Linked DNA regions of Mus musculus: regions 1 and 2 are each linked to region 3. A link is a contact called in public HiChIP or PLAC-seq and promoter capture Hi-C data. All regions are on one chromosome and are shown on one strand. Each heading gives the region's core, a stretch centred on a gene start, on an enhancer-like site or on the middle of the called end of the contact. The rest is flanking DNA. Distances are from core to core; before and after follow the strand shown. Region 1 overlaps Hivep3 (human immunodeficiency virus type I enhancer binding protein 3). Region 2 overlaps Hivep3 (human immunodeficiency virus type I enhancer binding protein 3). Region 3 holds the start of Cldn19 (claudin 19).

Region 1 (3,199 bases), core at 464-2,963, 880 kb after region 3:
CAGGAGATGCTGGCCCCAACTCCCTCCCCAGTCAGGACCCTGCTTCAGCCTTCATGTGCAGATGCTAACAGTGCCACCCTGGCCACCTGCCTATGGGAGGGGGAGACACAGACAGAGGAGATGGTAGCAGACACAAAAGGACATAAACCAGCCATTGTCACCCAGCAAGAGGAGGGCAGGGTGGGGATTCGTGGCTGCATCTGCTTCTCAAAGCATAATGCCATTTTGAACTGTAGTGTGAGACGTGAGGACTATGAACCTTAGTTCTGACTAGGCCAGGAGATAGCTGGATGATTGTGGGGCAGGCCGTGGCCTTCTCCACGCTTGGGTTTCACTATGTGAGTGAGGGCCAGGGCTGAGTAAAACCTGAGGCCTGCAGTCAGGGCTCCTGCCAAAGTCCTAGGTCAGCAGAATGAGCTGATGCAGGGCTTTGCCCCTCCCTCCATCCCCTGTCTGTTATGTCTCCCATCACCCATTCCCCTCGAGGCCTCGTCTCTTCGCTCCCATCTGCCCAAACTCTGCCCTTGGAACCTCCCTCTGCCTGACAACTCCTTCTCTACACACAATTTTCTCTCTCTTTCCTAGTGAATGTTCACGTTATCCACTTTGGTACCTGACCATGGAGGTGTTAGCATCACTGTTTCTGGCCCTCCTGGGCATGGTGGAGAGCCAGGGCTCGGGGACTATCTTTCCTGACCAGGAGAAAATGGAATATTGGTGCCCGGGCGAGCGATAGGGATAGTGGACACATTAGGCCACCTGGAACCAGTTCAAACTGGTCATGTCACAGCAGTCTAGTGATGGGCCAACAGAGCACAAACTCTCCAGGTCATCCCCCAGATTGTGGACAGCTGACCATTTCAGGGATGCCTCGGTCTCCATTGCTGATGGTGGCACAGCCTCACCAGCTGATGGAAACCTCCACTCCATAAGAATCCAGACCCGGAAGCTGACGTTCAGAGTGCTCCACAGGGCAGGAATGGCAGGGGTCAGGCCTGCCCTAAAGACTGAGGCCAGCCTAGCCCAGCAACTCACAGAAGCTAAACTCTGCCATCTGCCCAGAGCCGCTGTGTAGGCCAGCCTGGTCATGTTAGCATCTGGTTTGCATTTTAACTGACCGTGACTGTCTGCTGGACCAGCCAGCATGCCCTGTCCCAGAGTGATAGATGCCATCAGTAATGGGGTCATAGTGGCTGTAATTATCTGGGCCCTTGCTGTGTACCAGGCCTGCATTATTTTTTCCTCTCAGAAAAAGCCATACAGTGAGACATCCACTTAACAAAAGGAGAGACTGAGGCACAGCATTACAGCTGGCTCGTGGTGAAACCCACACTGAGAAACCAGAAAGCAGATGATCTTGTTTGCCCCAGTGAAGCCCTAGGCCTTACTTGGGAAGGTTACCTGATCCCCCTTACCTCGGTTTCCTTATCCACAGCATGAGCGTAAGAATAGAACCCCCAGTTCCCCAGTGATGCCAGGATTCTTTGAGGGCTACATGAATTCACGTACCTAAAGCCCGCAGAGCTGAACTTGTTCGTCGAGGCATGAGGTCATTGTACACTATTATTTACAGAGTATTCTTCTATCTGCTATGTCACTTGGTCGTCTGCCACGTGGCACTGTGCCTAGTTGGCAGGCAGTGAAACCGGGCTTAGCCTGAAGTGGCTGTAATCTTGAGTATCCTGTGCTCTCCCCTCAGGAACCAGTGATGACCTGCACCAGGACTCAGAGGGGCAAGAGGGCGCCGAGGCTGTGGAGGAGCACCAGTTCTCAGACCTGGAGGACTCTGACTCAGACTCAGACCTGGATGAAGATGAGGAGGAGGAAGAGGAGGAGGAAGAGAGCCAGGATGAGCTGTCTGGGCCATGCTCGGAGGCAGCTCCGCCTTGCCTGCCCCCCACACTACAGGAGAACTCCTCACCCGTTGAGGGCCCTCAGGCTCCAGATAGCACTTCTGACGAGGTCCCGCAAGGCAGCTCCATCTCAGAAGCCACGCATTTGACCGCCAGCAGTTGTTCCACACCTAGCCGGGGTACCCAAGGCCTTCCCAGGCTGGGACTGGCCCCACTGGAGAAGGACATGAGCTCAGCCCCGAGTCCCAAGGCCACGTCCCCTAGGAGGCCGTGGTCCCCAAGCAAAGAAGCAGGCAGCCGCCCCTCACTCACTCGCAAACATTCACTCACCAAAAATGACTCGTCTCCCCAGCAATGTTCACCGGCCCGAGAAGCTCAGGCCTCAGTAACGAGCACACCTGGTCCCCAGATGGGCCCAGGAAGGGACCTGGGCCCTCACCTTTGTGGGTCTCCAAGACTGGAGCTGTCCTGTCTCACTCCCTACCCCATAGGAAGAGAAGCGCCCGCTGGACTCGAGCGTGCCACAGACACAGGCACCCCCAGATATTCACCCACCAGGAGATGGTCTCTGGGTCAGGCCGAGTCACCGCCACAGACAGTGCTGCCAGGGAAATGGGCCCTGGCTGGGCCCTGCAGCCCCTCAGCGGACAAGAGTGGCCTGGGCTTGGGGCCGGTTCCACGGGCCCTCCTCCAGCCCGTGCCTCTACCTCACACACTTCTCAGCAGAAGCCCTGAAACGTGCACCTCTGCATGGGTGAGTCCCTGCTGTGGCCCTCCCGGGGGTCAGAAGCTGCCCATTCACACCCTCTGCCCCTCACCCCAGAGCCAGGCCGGTATTCCTGGGCATGTGGCAAGCTTTTCTTAGGTCCCTGTGTCAGCTAGTTCATTGCACTTTGAGGCACCCTCAGAAGCCCCAGACATGGCTCTGGTGTTCACAGGCTCTGGGTTCAAGCCCTAGTGGGCAGTGTAGCCTTGGATATGGACGTAACACTTGTGTAATTCTTCGGCCATCACTTCCCTGTCCATGTATGTCCTTGGAGCAGTCGACAGCTTTACCAAAATCATCTGTCCCCATCTCCTCCCTGTGGAACTATGACAGCCTTGCCTCTGTCACCACCATGCCCCACCACACCCCGCTACTGCCCATCACCCTTCCTTGACAGTGCTTGCCTTACAGTATCTGTACCACTGCCTCACTGCCCCTCCCCCCACCCCCGAGGCTGACACTGTCCACGGCTGGCACTGTCCCTGTTGACATTTCTTACACTGTGCTGTCATGACCCCACAGCATCTCTCCTGGAAGAACACTAACTGAAGCATCTCTCTTGCCTCATTGAACTTCCTGT
Region 2 (3,334 bases), core at 135-2,634, 860 kb after region 3:
CTGTGTGTGTGTGTGTGGCTGTGTGTGTGTGTGTGTTGGGGAGAGGGGAGAGTGAAGAAACAGCTCAAGGAAGGATAGGAGAAGATATTTCTCTGAGGATGACAGGCAGAGGGGAGGATGGTCCTCTGTCCTTTCTTCCCTGATTTAACTTAGGTTGGTTCTACACTGTCCCTCCTGGGGACAGCCATTATCTTGGGTTGGTCAAGCCTTCTTCATCCACTCATTTCTTGACAACTCCCAGAATTGTATTGCCAGTTTTCTCTCTTATTCTGTGAATAAAATCATAGGATTGGTATGCTGATAAAAAAAAAGGGGGGGTGGGCGAGAGGGAGGGAGGGAGGAAGGAACAGGAGAGTAAAGTTCTCCCACCATGATGTTCATGTTCTTCAGCACTTCACTGGGCTTGGAACCGCCTAGGATATACACTTCTGGGTGTGTTGGTGAGGGTATCCCAGGGGTTTTTAACTAAGGAGGGAAGATCCCCCATAAACATGGGGTGGTACCAACCCATAGACCAGGAGCTCTGACTGGGAAGGAGTGGGGGCAGGGGTGGGGGATACCAGTGTTCATTTCTCTCTGCTCTGACTGCACAGGCATGAGCAACCCCTCTGTGGTGGACTGTTTCCCTTCTCTTTCCTCTTTACATTGCTTCTTGTCAGGTACTTGCTCATGGGAACAGCAAAAATCACTAATATATCCCTCATCTTTAGTGAATGACAGCCAGTGGGCTGCTTCTCAAAAACAATAATTAGCCATGCCACTTCCTTCCAAAGAACTCTTTGATGACTGCCATGGCTTCACCTCTACCCTAGGTCTGTGTGGAGACACATTCTAACCTACCAAGGTGCAGAGGGGTGCATGGGAGAGCCCCACTGCTTACGGGCTTTGGAAGCAGTCAGAGTCCGGTGTGGACAAACCTATCAAAGGGAGGGGAAACTCAGCTTGTTCTGTAACTGCGTAAGCCACAGACAACAGGAACACATCAACCAGGAAAATGTGGCTCTGGAGACAGATGGAAGGTCTGGCAAGATGGGTACCTGAATCTTCTTAGCTCTGACACCCTTACCTTTCCTATCTTTGGGCCTCTTCAGAAACAAGAGCAGGAACTCTCGGCCTGTGGAGCTGGAGACTCATGGGGTGGTATTCTTTCTGCAAGAGTCACTTTCCCAGACTGTAATTGAAAGAGGAGGGATAAGTCTTGGACTTGGAGTGTGGGGACCTGCCTCACACAGTGAGTTTGTACTCTGCTGTTGTTGGCTCTGTGGGCCTCAGCAATGCTGGGCTCTGTGTGAGCCTGTGTTTCTCATTGTACAGTGACGATGGCCCGGAGGGTTGGATGAGCTGTGTGCTAGTCCTGATGGGGCATATGGGGCCTCTCCTGTTGCCAATGAGCTGCCTGAGCTGTGAGAATCACAGAGCTCCATGCTAGAGAGAAGGCTCGAAGGGAGCCTGCAGGAGAAGACATATGAACCCCAGCCTCCCTGTGGAAGAGCTAATTCTCTGAAGGTGCAAGAACCACACAAGCCCTTCAATAGCGTGCTCCTTCCTGACCAAGAGCCTCTGGAGGGTGCCACACCCTGAAATGAGGTAGCTTGAAAAAGGAGCACCAAGAATGGGGTCTAGTTTGCTTGAAAACGCACAACTGGGGAGTCAAAGAGATATCAAGCCTCTTGGTGATGGGATGACAGACCCCCTAAATCCTCAGAAAACTCACATCTCCCTAGCCTCTGGATCTACCTACTGCTATGTCTTCCATGCTGTGTGCACCCAGGGCTCACAGAGAAAAGTCTGGTTGTTCATCCCTACTTACCTGCAGAGTGTTGTTCTTGATTGAAAGCCCCTGAGCCCCATGGCCAACTGCCCCTCTGCCGGGTCTGGCCCCTGAGCCCCGTCTGCAGTGATAAATCTATCTTTTCATTCTGTGGCTTTGTAGATACCTTGAGGCCAAGATCAGAGTCTGGTGGCCTTTCCCCAGCCCCAGGCTCAGGCCAGGACTGTTGGCGTACCACCGAAAGCTAATGTAGGCGTAGAGAGTAGAATCCTCTGCTGACCGGTAGGCTCTGTACCTGTGTAGAAGTCCCAGCCCAGCAGGTGTGGGACTGGATGGCACATTAAACACCCCCCACCTGGCAAAGCATCAATACCTGTTGTCATTCTTCAGGATCCTGATCAGAGAGGAACCTGAGGTGTATCCAGAGCTGAGGCAAACACCCTGCTGGCCTCACAGCTCAGCCGCCCCCTCCCCAAGGCCCATCATTTAAAGCTTCATCAAGGTCTGTGTTGGCAACTGAGTATTTCTAACAGACACACAGCCCAGCAGGCAGTGCCACCTGGCACCTGCTCCTCCCCGACAGACATCATTCCTTTTTTTTTTGAGCTTCCCTGGGGTTAACCAGTTCACTGTGGCTGCATCTCCCCAAGCATGCTGACCGCTGAGCACTGGCCCTGAACTTCACAGGCAAAGGCTTCTCTCAGTTCCCGAGATACCCAGTGTGAACATTCCCGGTCATATCTTCTCGCTCGGCGTGATTGTACCCACGTTGTTACCAGAGTTGTCAAAAGATCATAATACAGTCAGGAAGTTGAAAAGCCTTTCTACATCCAAAGTTGGAGGAGAAGCAAGAGTTTTACAGTTAAACCTGAACGGTGTGTGGAGCCATCAACAGGACAAGTACAAAGTAGGCTTTGTAGCATCTCTGCCTCAGAGGGTAACCTAGAGGTCACGGCATCCATCCCCTTATTCAAGATAATGGCATAGCTCAGTATCGAGAAAAGTCATGAACTTGAAAGGTTAGATGTGCCTACAAGTACTTAACCACTCTAGGTTGGGTCTCTGTCTCCTTGAGTTATTTGACTTATACAGTTTCATTTTGTTTGTTTTTAGGGCATAATAACACAGGCTTTAAGATCCTGACTGTGTAGGCAAGTGACCTGGGTTCAAGTTCTGAATCCATTAACTGACAGTGTGAACTTGGGCAGGTACTCGGTGCTCTATAACTGTACCCTCAGTGAGAGCAGGATGGGTGGGGCCCATAGCTCATCCACTGTCATGTGATCTGAATGAGGTAACATGTGAGCTTTTCAAAATAGCAGTTGGCACCCAGTAAAAGCTATATGAGTTCACTGATATTTTTAGTTGTTGTTTTTCCCCCTTCTGGATTTGTGGTTTTTCTCAGGAAACCTGCAAAATACAGCAATTTCATGCCACCTTTAGCTGGATGGCAGCATTCTCTGACCCTTCAGAGAGGCTGTGTGCCCTGCCTTCCATTTCTTATAGTCCTCCATACACACATCCCCCATAGGTACCCCCTCTACCTCTTCAGCATTTGAGCAC
Region 3 (3,240 bases), core at 75-2,574:
CCACGTGAGGAATGTAAGGCAGCAGGCTGGGGGTTTGTCCCTGCTGTGGGGGTTGAAGGTGTGGGGGAGGAAGCTGGCCATGTTGCAGCTCAGGAAAGGCAGTGGGATGGATGCAGGGGATGTAAGAGAGGTGGCTGGGAGGCTGGAGCGGGAGCAGGGGTGTGACATTCCTCCTGCACCCATGCCAAGCCTGTGGGGCTGAAATGAACGTGAGAGGATTGCTAATGAGACCCAGGGGAGTTAAACATTCCCTGCTCCCGAGGGCTGAGTGAGAAGGGGCGGGCAGGGGTCTAGGAGCGGTGAGCCTGAACCCCAGGAATGCACAGAGGCCCCTGCCCCTGCCAGGCTGTTCTGGAGCTAGGGGCCAGGGCCTGCTGTCTCAGGTCCCAGCAGGAGCTGCTGAACCAGCCAGCAAAGGGATTAACTGGCTGAGCAGTTCTTCTTCCTCCAAGTTCAGGACAGATGCTGGCGCAGATCTCCCCAGCTCCCCACCACGTCCTGAGGCTGGCAGACAGCTACCACTGGCCCAGTTACTGTGGGTCCCTCTTCTGACTCCTCAGATCGCAGACAGACCCCATAGCACATCTTCCCTGCTTTGGCCTCTCCCATTTTGATAGACATGGTTTCCAGGTACCTAGGACTCTTCTCCCCAGCAGCTCATATTTAACTGAGTCTCTGCACATCTGGCCTTAAAGCCCTGATCCAAAACTAACTCCAGGGGATCTAGGTCAGTGGTAGAGTGCTTGCCTAGCATGTACAACAAAGCCTGGTTTCCATACCCAGCACACACACACACACACACACACACACACACACACACACAGAGAGAGAGAGAGAGAGAGAGAGAGAGAGGAAGAGAGAGAGAGAGAGAGAGAGAGAGAACTCTATAGTTTTTTCCTGCTGTAACTAAAATTTCTTTCTTTTTCTGTCCTCAAGTCAGTGGGCAAGAAACCGCCGCTTCAGATCAGGCACTGAAGCACAGCAAAGCCATCCACTGAGCTGGTGCTGGGGAAGGGATTAGGAGAATCCCAGAGCACTGGAATCACTCCTAAAGGGGTTTCCCTGGTTAAAAGGGGGAAGAGTCACTCCTCCTAGCCCCTCCCTTCCTTACTATTGAGACAGGGAGGGCAGGGGTACCCCAGCTTGGATCCTAGGTTCTACCCTCCACTCCCAAGAAACTGGGCGAAAAGAGCTCTGCTGGGGACTGTCTGTGGGCGGGTTTTGGCCTTTTCCAGCCCCAAGGCCGCCCCCTGCATTCTGGAATCAGCAGCCACTGCCTCTGCTGGCCAGCCAGCCATCCCCTCTCCTCCTCTCCTCCTGTGCCACTTAGCTCCCCTTTTCCGGCTGTTCCTCTTACCATGACCACAACGCTCCTCCACACCCTGGCCCATCTCTGAGTCCTGGAACTCTCAGACTCCTACCTGGGCCATGGCCAACTCGGGCCTCCAGCTCCTGGGCTACTTCCTAGCCTTGGGCGGCTGGGTGGGCATCATCGCCAGCACTGCCCTGCCACAGTGGAAGCAGTCTTCCTATGCAGGCGATGCCATCATCACTGCCGTGGGCCTCTACGAAGGGCTGTGGATGTCTTGCGCCTCTCAGAGCACCGGGCAGGTGCAATGCAAACTCTACGATTCACTCCTGGCCCTGGACGGTAGGCCTCCGGTGGGAGCCGGGGAGGGGGCACTGACGGGGCACTGACTGGGCTGGGGAGGTTGTCGGCAAGCTTTTTCACAGCCTGTCCTTAGTGCTGGGTGGCACACTCCAGCCCCTGTGGGAGTCCCTAACTTCTGTCCTGTGTACACCGGAGAGTCCAGGCCAGTCAGGTCTCTAGGCTCTGAGGAGGCAGGAACACAAGAAGCTGGCAGCCTGGGCTCCCGGTCCTAATACCCACTCATTCAACCCTTGCGTTCTAATGTTCTCCTGTGTAACCAGGCCATTAATACACAGGGCATGGGAGGGTGGACTGAGATGAGGGTCTGGTTTCATAAGCCTGTTATCATTCTCCACTCCTCTTCTCTCCATATTCCATATTGACAGATATGTTTACACACACACACCGACACACACACACACACACACACACACACACGGACACACACACACACACGGACACACACACACACAGAGTCAGACACCATTACAGCTCTGACCTTGGGGACCATCGCACTTGCACTCCGACAGGGCTCAAAGTAGAGCCCACACAGTCAGTCCCACTCACACTGGTCCAGACAAACCACTGGCCTGCCTCCCTCAGGGATCTAAGTCTCCTGCTGCCTGGGGCCTAGAACTGACCAATACACTCCCAAAGAAAAAAGCATAGGATTCCATGATTGACAGGGACGATTGACAGGGTTGCTGCTGGGAACCAAGCTGGGTTTAGCTGGTTCTCAGGCACTTTCAGCTCTACCTCTGGTGATCCTGAGTGATACTCTGCCCCATCTCCTGCTGCTTGATTGAGGGTGTACCAGACCCAGGAGAAAGGAGCCAGTCAGGGCCGGTGGGAAACGGGGTCAGCAGTGACAATGACCTCACTCTGCCCCCTCTCCTCAAACACTCATTGTCTCTTCTCACAAGCAGGCAAGTGCTCAGGCCTCTTCAGGCTTCTACCCAAGCCCTTCCACGCCAGCTTCCTCTCATTTCAGGTCTAACACCTCCATTTTGCACCCCCCTACAACCCCACCACCCCACCACCCCTCTCCGAGTTCCCCACTCGTGCTCAGACCTTTCTTAACCTGCCTCAGGTCATATCCAGTCAGCACGAGCCCTGATGGTCGTGGCTGTGCTCCTGGGCTTTGTGGCCATGGTGCTCAGTGTCGTGGGCATGAAGTGCACTCGGGTTGGAGACAGTAACCCCACTGCCAAGAGCCGTGTGGCCATCTCCGGAGGTGCTCTCTTCCTCTTGGCAGGTGAGTGCCCAGCTTCCTCTCCCCTCTTGACTATGTGGCTAGCCCAGCTTTTGCGGCTGGCCGGCCCAGGCAGAGCTGAGCTTCCCTACTTGGTTCTTTAGGTCTCTGTACTTTGACTGCTGTCTCCTGGTATGCTACCCTGGTAACACAGGAATTCTTCAACCCCAGCACTCCTGTCAATGCCAGGTGAGTGCTGGGGCTGGGCCTCCTTCCTATCTGTCCTACCCGGGCCCAGGGCTGTCACTTGGAAGAGGAAATAGGTAACAGGCCCCAGCTAGTTTCTAAGAAAGGAGAGCCACGTGAAGTCTGAAGTCTAACTCCACGTTCTTGCCGG

The links. Promoter capture Hi-C pulls out the DNA fragments that hold promoters and counts their contacts. HiChIP or PLAC-seq counts read pairs in DNA pulled down with a chosen protein or histone mark.
Region 1: an H3K4me3 HiChIP or PLAC-seq map of embryonic basal ganglia shows a contact between it and region 3, with 10 times the contacts expected there. The contact joins the enhancer-like site here to the promoter of Cldn19 in region 3. A contact is called at or near these places in 6 of 39 promoter capture datasets (the 3T3-L1 cell line, 3T3-L1-derived adipocytes, hippocampal neurons and 2 more), 3 of 15 datasets of contacts at CTCF or cohesin (the NIH/3T3 cell line, large pre-B cells and pro-B cells), 33 of 484 Hi-C or Micro-C datasets (B cells, the Ba/F3 cell line, CD4 T cells and 24 more), 2 of 115 datasets of contacts at active chromatin or transcription factors (differentiating embryonic stem cells and embryonic basal ganglia) and 1 of 9 other capture datasets (liver).
Region 2: a contact with region 3 is called in a promoter capture Hi-C map of hippocampal neurons, with 5 times the contacts expected there. The contact joins the enhancer-like site here to the promoter of Cldn19 in region 3. A contact is called at or near these places in 2 of 39 promoter capture datasets (hippocampal neurons and pre-B cells), 4 of 15 datasets of contacts at CTCF or cohesin (the NIH/3T3 cell line, large pre-B cells and pro-B cells), 23 of 484 Hi-C or Micro-C datasets (B cells, the Ba/F3 cell line, CD8 T cells and 18 more), 1 of 115 datasets of contacts at active chromatin or transcription factors (embryonic basal ganglia) and 1 of 9 other capture datasets (liver).

The regions. Positions count from the first base shown.
Region 1 is chr4:120,130,023-120,133,221 of GRCm38.p6, forward strand. Hivep3 (human immunodeficiency virus type I enhancer binding protein 3) reads left to right here. Exons shown (of 9, transcript NM_010657.3): 8 at 1,700-2,607. Among named protein-coding and RNA genes, the nearest start is that of Edn2, 30 kb to the right of the region's middle. Within about 2 kb of position 1,714, at least 24 of the 459 cell types and tissues checked have an H3K27ac peak or open chromatin away from gene starts, as enhancers often do. A contact at or near this core is called in the N1E-115 cell line, where this site is marked.
Region 2 is chr4:120,113,452-120,116,785 of GRCm38.p6, forward strand. The region is part of intron 5 of Hivep3 (human immunodeficiency virus type I enhancer binding protein 3); the gene reads left to right. Among named protein-coding and RNA genes, the nearest start is that of Gm36215, 40 kb to the left of the region's middle. Within about 2 kb of position 1,385, at least 1 of the 459 cell types and tissues checked has an H3K27ac peak or open chromatin away from gene starts, as enhancers often do. A contact at or near this core is called in hippocampal neurons, where this site is marked.
Region 3 is chr4:119,254,145-119,257,384 of GRCm38.p6, forward strand. It overlaps Cldn19 (claudin 19), which reads left to right and starts at 1,325. Exons shown (of 5, transcript NM_001038590.1): 1 at 1,325-1,651; 2 at 2,742-2,906; 3 at 3,008-3,092. The coding sequence starts at 1,429. It overlaps Gm12927 (a long non-coding RNA gene), which reads right to left and starts at 3,106. Exons shown (of 2, transcript XR_376592.4): 1 at 2,723-3,106.